Regions from separate parts of the Mus musculus genome. Here region 1 is linked to region 2. A link is a contact called in public Micro-C data. All regions are on one chromosome and are shown on one strand. Each heading gives the region's core, a stretch centred on a gene start, on an enhancer-like site or on the middle of the called end of the contact. The rest is flanking DNA. Distances are from core to core; before and after follow the strand shown. Region 1 holds the start of B230311B06Rik (RIKEN cDNA B230311B06 gene). Region 2 holds the start of Itpripl2 (inositol 1,4,5-triphosphate receptor interacting protein-like 2).

Region 1 (3,809 bases), core at 14-2,513, 100 kb before region 2:
TCATTTAGGAAGAAGGAGCCCTAATACCTGCTGCCCCTCACTGAGTGGGCCTCCTTCCTAGATGGTATCTGTCACCTGATCTATCTGCAGTGACAGTTTCATCAGCTCAGCCTAGATAGAAACCTCCTTAACTCCCTGTGGTGGCTAGTCGCCACAGTCGTCCTGATTGGAGTTCGAATCACCTCATGATTAATGAGACATTCCATCCTGCTGTGTGTGTGACAGATTGCTCACAGTTAGATACTGCAGGTTCTGACCTTGTATTTTGATGAATTCCCATCTAGATGGCACCCCTGGGAGGAAGCAGGGGTGGACGCGAGATGCTCTGCCCTCACCTCTTTCTTGCTACCATCCCTCTCTCTGCTTCTTGGCCAGCATGATAGAAGTTGGACCAACGCCTCTGAAATCTGGAATAAACTAAGTCCTCCCTCCTCCAATCTGCTCAGAGCAACTTAACTAATACAGCTCTAATATTCTGTCCTGGTAATTTCCTATCAGCAACCTCCAGCCTGCTCCTTGGTTATAGCTCCCAGATACCCAGGTCACATTAGGAGTCAAACCCACACCTCTCCCTGTCTGCACAATCCAGGTCCAGCTAATGCTTTTTTTAAACAGAGGAACAGATACCACTGATATAGGAAGAGAGTCAGGTTTGGTCATGCAGACCCATGATCCCTGAACTCTGGTGGCTTGAAGCAGGAATATTTTAAGTTTAAAGCCTGCCTGGGTTACCTAGCAAGCTCTTATCTAAAAGAGGAAAGAAGGAAAGGGGAGAAAATAGATGAGAGAGCAGAAGCACAGAGAGGCTTAGTAACAAGCCTTGGATCGCACAGCCAGTGAGTGAAGAACCATTTGCTGATCCAAGGCTGTCTCATTTTTCACTCTCTCTCTCTCTGGAAATGACAGCTTACCATGAGAAAGTTGGAATGATGACATACCAGAACAGCATGGTCCTCCCAAAAGGAGCCCTTGGAGCTCAACAGCCTTATAACAAATACCCACGAGGGCAGCTGCTGAGTGTGTGTGCTGGTGTCCTGCTGTCTGTCTGCAACAATAGCCAAAGGGAACTTTCCCTTCCCCCACTCACAGCGTTCTGGGCAGCAGCGTCTAGGCCATGAGCCACCTCAGAGAAACTTTGGCTCTCATCAGGATTCATCTCCTGCCTCGGAGATTTCAGCCAAGTCCTCCCTAGAGACAGAGAGTAGTCAGAACTCAGAGCAGGACAGTGTAGCAGGGCTGATGGGAATGGGTACAGGCGGAAGTCATTACCTCCGTAGGAGGGAAATGTTTTCCAGATGGACCGGAAGTACATCTGTGGGGGACCTTGGGAAGTGAGGAGGCCAGAGTGTGGAAGAGAGGAGGGACACTCCTTCTGTCTGTCCTGAGGAATCATGGTGGACACCCCATAGTAAAAGGCCACTTACCATGAGAAAAGTATGCCAGCTTACTCTACCAAATTCTGCTATATGGAAGAGTCCAGTGCTCCGTTAGGCTCAAGTACACACTGTGAAAGTGACAGAGGCACAGAAAGCCCACCAGAGAGCACTCACCCAGCACACGAGGAGGCACCAGGTTTCATTAGGGTTGGTGGTGTGAGTTCCTGCCAAAGCACTGCCTGGGAGGCTGAGGCAGGGGAATCTAGCTTGAGGCAAGGATAAACTGCATAATGAGATCTGTCTCAAAACAAAAAGAGCCAGGAATACAGCTTCATTAGTAATTTATCCAGCATGAAAGAATCCTGGGGTTTGAGCCCCACACTCATAAAACAGAATGGCAGTGTACACCTGCAACCCCAGCACTTAGGAAGCAGAGGCAGGTAGGTTAGAAGTTCAAGATCATTCATAGTGGATTTGATGGGATGGATACATGGGATGCATGAGACTCTGACTCCTTCCCTTTCCACTTCTCAAAAACAAAACAAAACAAACACGCCAGTTGTTATAAAAAGATTATTAAGAAAAAAAGGGTATAAGAATATGTTTTATGGGGGGTGTGGTGAGGTATGGGGAAGGGGACGCCTTGACAGGCTCATGCCAAGGCATCCCTTCTCCTTGAGGGACCAGCCACATGATGGTATAGTGTAGAATAGAGTTTATTTAGGGCATGGGGAGGAGAGTCAAGAGGGTAGTAGAGACAGAGAGAGACACAGAGAGAGAGAGAGAGAGAGAGAGAGAGTATAGAAGTAGAGGCTGGCCATGGCCACGTGGGGAAATGGAGGAAGGGAATGCAGAGAGAGGGAGAGCAAGAGGCAAGAGAAGAGAGACAAGAGAGAGGGGAGGGGGCAAGCAGCCCCTTTTATAGTGGGCCAGGCCTACCTGGCTTTTGCCAGCTAACTGTGGGGGGTGGAGTCCCGACAGAATTCCAATACCAGTAAAATGAATGAATGAGTAATAGTTATTGAGCAATCTCTGAGAGAAAGAGTCTCCCCTCCTCCATCCATTAATTCCCACAAGCCTAATGAACTTCTTGGTGATCTGCCATGACCACAGACCATTCCTACCATGGGACTTACGTTCTGTTGTACTGGGGTAGGCTGACAGCCACAATAATGCCACAATTACCAGGAAGGCAAGCTGTTAAAGAATGGTAAATGCCACAAGAGAAGGAGGCCTAGAGAAGAGGGTCAAGGGTCAAGGAGGGTAGGGAATGCATGCAGGTCTGCCAGGAAAAAGGCCAGGTGTGTTATTTGTCTTATTGCTGTGGTCAAAATGTATAACAATGAAGGAGGAAAGAGTTGCTTGGGCTCATGGTTTCAAAGGGATTTCAGCCCACCACGGTAGACTGGCATGGTAGACTGACACGGTAGACTGGCACGGTAGACTGGCATGGTAGGCTGGCATGGTAGGCTGGCATGGTAGACTAGACTGGCATGGTAGACTAGACTGGCATGGTAGACTGGCATGGTAGACTGGCATGTAGTGGTAGGAGGGAGTAGCTCAGTCACGTAGTGATTGTCTTAGTTAGGGTTTTACTGCTGTGAGCAGACACCATGACCAAGGCAACTCTTATAAAGGACAATATTTAACTGGGGCTATCTTACAGGTTTAGAGGTTCAGTCCATTATCATGAAGGTGGGAGCATGGTAGCATCCAGGCAGGCATGGTACAGGAGAAGCTGAGAGGCTACATCTTCATCTGACAGCTGCTTGCTACAAGAAAGCTTGTTTCCAGGCAGCTAGGATAAGGATTTTTTTTTTTTTTTTTTGAGACAGGGTTTCTCTGTGTAGCCCTGGCTGTCCTGAAACTCACTTTGTAGACGAGGCTGGCCTCGAACTCAGAAATCCGCCTGCCTCTGCCTCCCAAGTGCTGGGATTAAAGGCTTATGCCATCTTGCTCGGCTTAGGATAAGGATCTTAAAGCTCATGACCACAGTGACACACATATTTCAACAGGGCCACAATTCCTAATAGTGCCAATCTCTGGGCCAAGCATCTTCAACCCACCACACAATGGATCAGCCCTGGGTTATAACTTCTAAAGACCCACCCCTAGTGGCCTATGACCATTAGCCAAGCCCCCACATCACTTCCAAGTCCCAGCCCTGCATAGCTAAGCTGTATAAACACCTCCCCCACCCCCAATTATCCTTCTTCCATGGGTATACTCTTTCACAGACAGCAGGGACAGAATTGCATCCAGCTGGAGCCTCAGTGAGGGTCTTACTTACTTCCCAGGTCCACTATCTCTGAGGAAACTTCCACAGACCTGATCTTGAGGGTCCCTTTTGGGTCATCAGACAGCTGCTCTGATGAAGATGGTAGTGGCCACTGTGCTTAAAGGACAGTGTTCTGCAAGTGTCCTCAGGACTTT
Region 2 (3,745 bases), core at 1,172-3,671:
CTTAAACCATGTCTGGCTGTATTTCTGTCCCCTTCATCTTGTTAGCTAGTCTGTACTTTCTTATCTAATACACATTCTGGAAAAGTCGGCCTCTTGGAATCCATCCCTGTCACTACCCAATAGGCGCATGAACAAAGTGGCCGTGGTGGCGGAGACGCAGGTTGTAGAGGGGCTCAGCAAAACAGACTTTCACTCACAAAGCCTGACCTGGCTACGGGTGTTGCTGAGTGCCAGATCTACCCACAGCAGAGACCAACTGATATGATACCGTTCCCCAGGAATGAAGGTATGGTCACTCCTCCAGGAAAAGAGCCAAGACCTGCTGAAGTGCTTACTGAGACTGGAGGAAATACAGAATATCAAGGAAGGTAGTTATACATACCAGCTAAGGCCACGTGACCAGCTGCAGACACGATTATAATGGACACAGTGTTTCTGTCGTATTTTGCTAAGAATGTGAACACATATGAACATATACACTAAGCAGACATTTTGCTTTCTTCCATTTCTCTAATGTAATATAACATAGGTTGAGATAATATTAGTGATTATTATCATATTTACGTCATGAAACTCTAAAAGACTAAGCATCCCTCAAGGGACATTGCCATCTAGTCTAAAATATATAACTAATTAGTGATTGTATGTGGCTAGTTATATCATGTTGGGCAGAATTATGACCTAGTTATTGTTTTTATTTGGAAGTTAAGGGTGATATAAGGCAAGGTGACTGTGTGTCAGGTTGTCAAGGGGTGGATGTGTGGTGGTAAATCTTGGTATCAACTTAAACACAAGGGGGGCACCTTGTGAGGACACCCTAGGAATCCTCTGGACTCTGGCAACAGCATACATGGGATCTAAAAATAAATCCAGTGGCTGGGGAGATGGCTCAGTCAGTATAACACTCGCCTCACAAGCACGAAGACCCTTGTTCCATCCACAGAACCTCTGTGAGGAGGAGGCAGGTATGGAGGAGCAGCACACGATGGCCCGAATGTGAAACTCCAGCACTGGGGAGGTAGAAACAAGCCAATGCCTGGAGCTGCTGGCCACCGAAACAGCAACCTCAGGTTCAGTGAGACACCCTGTCTCAAAACCCAAGGCGGAATAGCACCCAAGGAATGACACTGAGGAATAACACCCAAGGTTAACTTATGGCTTTCACATATAAATGTGAGTGAACACACACACACACACACACACTTCTGCTTAGCCTGACTAGTTCAGTCAGGATCTCCTGGACTAATGCTGGGATGACCCTCTATCCTGGTTCTATGGTTGGGATCCCATATGCTCTAAGTCATTTACCCTTGCTCCCCTTATACAGCAGCAAGGTGTAATAAGTGTGAACAAATACAGACGACTATTCAAATACATTCAAATTGTTCCTGGGACTTTCGTGTTATGAAAAAGCGCAGGCTTTCCAGGTTTGTAAGAGTCCTCACAAAGGACTCAGAAAAAAAAAAAATGCCCAAAGGACACATGGACCTCTTCCCTGGCCACCCTGCCTTCTGACTCCTCTAGATGGAAGCACAGCTCTGCAAAGGCTGTGTGACTTTGGGTGATCTTTGGAACCTGGCTGGACTCTAGTATCAGAAAATCTGAGAAGATACTACTTATTGGCAATAGATATTAGCACTAAGGTCTTATCAGTATGGATTAGCATTAAAGTACAGAGTAAGTATGTACCATGTGACTGATGCAGGTATAAGGCAAACCAAAACCAAAACACAGTTCTTTCTTTCTTTTCTTTCCTTTTTAAAGTAAGTGTGTGTGTGTGTGTGTGTGTGTGTGTGTGTGTGTGTGTGTGTGTGTGCTTGCATATACGAGGAGGTCAGAGGGTAGGTAACTTGCAGAACACTTCTCTCCCTCCACTATGCAGGTTTGAGAATCAAACTCAGGTGGTGAGGCTGGGCATCAAACCTGTCTCCTGTCCTGCAAAAACTATCATTATCGCTTTGCACCAGCTCTCCCAGGTCTCAGATCCAACACTACCTCGTCAGACACCCTACAGTTTGGGGCAGGACTCTGAGGATCATCCTTTGGAAGATCAACCTGTACTCCTTCATTCAGCTTCCTTTCAGAACATCTGCTGGTGGGAATCTTTGTTTTTGAGACAGTCTATGTAGCCCAGACTAGTCTTGAACTCATGACTCCAGCCTCGGGATCAGAGGCAGTCATCACCACCCTTCTCTGTTCGTAGTCCCGTTTTACCAGACTGTGAGCTTGAATAACAGGCAAGAGAACCTCCACACTATCAACTGCATTCCCAGCCCTTAGGCTCCTGTCTAGTGCTTAGTAGGTACTCTACAGAGGTTTACAAGACAGCACAGCGGCAGACAGCTAGGGGCCACTTCCGCCCGAGCCTGCCACGCCGCCAGCGGGACTCGTTGGGGGTGGGGCCGGGCGAAGGGAGGGCCGGGCGGTGGGGCTGCAAGCCTTCCTCCAGCAACTTCCCAGTAAGTGCGGGATCAGATGCAGCCACCGCCCCGGAACCAGGCCTTCCCCGTTCTGCCTTCCAGGAGGGGGCCCAGGAGTAGCCCTCGGGAGTGCAGTCTCCCGCAAGTCCCGAAGTCCCTCTGGCCACCCGACGTCGAACCAGGCGGAGGCTGGGAGGGGGCCGCCCTCCCCGCGAGGCTCCAGACTCCGGCATTTCCTCCCGGCTGCCCGGCGCGGCCTTCCCCTCCGAAAGAAGAAAATCCCGGGACCCGAGTAACCCGGCCGATCGCCCCTGTGCACAGCTGTGGCGGAGCCAGGAGGGCCGCCCAGGGTAGGGTAGGAGTCCGGGGCAGAAGCCAGCCCAGGGCAGCGCGGCTGGGACTGAGCGGGACAGGGACAGGGCGCGGTCAGGGGCCGGAGCGAGCTGCGCGGGCGGCGCCTGGAAGGGGAACTTGAGCTAAGAGTGGAGGCAGAGCAGCGGGGCTGCTGGCCCCGGCGCTGCGAGCGGGGAGCCTCCTTCAAGGCCAAGGACACGGGGGCCTCGGGGCCTCCGGGACGCTGCGCGCATGCTGGGCAGGGGACACCACCCGGGCTCGCGCCCTGGGCCGCCCGGTCTCCCGGCATGTCCGTGCGGTACACGCTCAACCTGCGGGTCTTCTGGCCCTTGGTGACCGGGCTGTGCACGGCGCTGGTGTGCCTCTACCATGCCCTACGCAGCAGCGAGGATGCCCGGGCCGAGTCCCCCGACGGCGCAGACAGCGGTTTCCCGTTGCTCAAGGTGGCCATCCTTCTTCTCCTCGGCTACATCCTCCTACGATGTCGCCACGCCATCCGCCAGCGCCTGTTGCCAGGCTCTTCCCGCCCGCGTGGTCATGCCAACTTCTCAGCCAGATCCTTGCAAGAGCCAGGCCTGAGCATCTTACTGGAGAGTTACTATGAGCACGAAGTGCGCCTGTCGCCGCATGTGCTAGGTCACAGCAAGGCACATGTGAGCCGGATTGTGGGGGAACTAGTGCAAGCTGGCCGGGCCCGAGGGTCTCCAGGCCTCATCACCGGGGGAGCACTGGCTTTGGCCTTCCGGGGAGACTTCATCCAGGTGGGCAGCGCCTATGAACAGCATAAAATCCGCCGACCCGACAGCTTCGACGTGTTGGTGCCACTGCGACTCCCGCCGCAGGTGGCGCTGGAGCCGCGGAGCCTGGGGACCGAACCCTCGCTGACCCCAGCCTTCCGCAGCTGCTTCGTGTGCGCCCTCAAGGCACCACCCTCGCCATCGGGGGCCTCGACGGGCCAGTGGCATCGCGAC

The links. A called contact is a pair of places that touch in the nucleus more often than the background predicts.
Region 1: a contact with region 2 is called in a Micro-C map of embryonic stem cells, with 2.0 times the contacts expected there. The contact joins the promoter of B230311B06Rik here to the promoter of Itpripl2 in region 2. A contact is called at or near these places in 5 of 39 promoter capture datasets (the 3T3-L1 cell line, the C10 cell line, hippocampal neurons and 2 more), 7 of 484 Hi-C or Micro-C datasets (Sertoli cells, embryonic stem cells, muscle stem cells and 1 more), 2 of 115 datasets of contacts at active chromatin or transcription factors (epiblast stem cells and pancreatic cancer cells) and 1 of 9 other capture datasets (pancreatic islet).

The regions. Positions count from the first base shown.
Region 1 is chr7:118,589,739-118,593,547 of GRCm38.p6, reverse strand. B230311B06Rik (RIKEN cDNA B230311B06 gene) reads right to left here and starts at 1,263. Exons shown (of 2, transcript NR_169121.1): 1 at 1,088-1,263.
Region 2 is chr7:118,490,651-118,494,395 of GRCm38.p6, reverse strand. It overlaps Itpripl2 (inositol 1,4,5-triphosphate receptor interacting protein-like 2), which reads left to right and starts at 2,421. Exons shown (of 1, transcript NM_001033380.3): 1 at 2,421-3,745. The coding sequence starts at 3,062.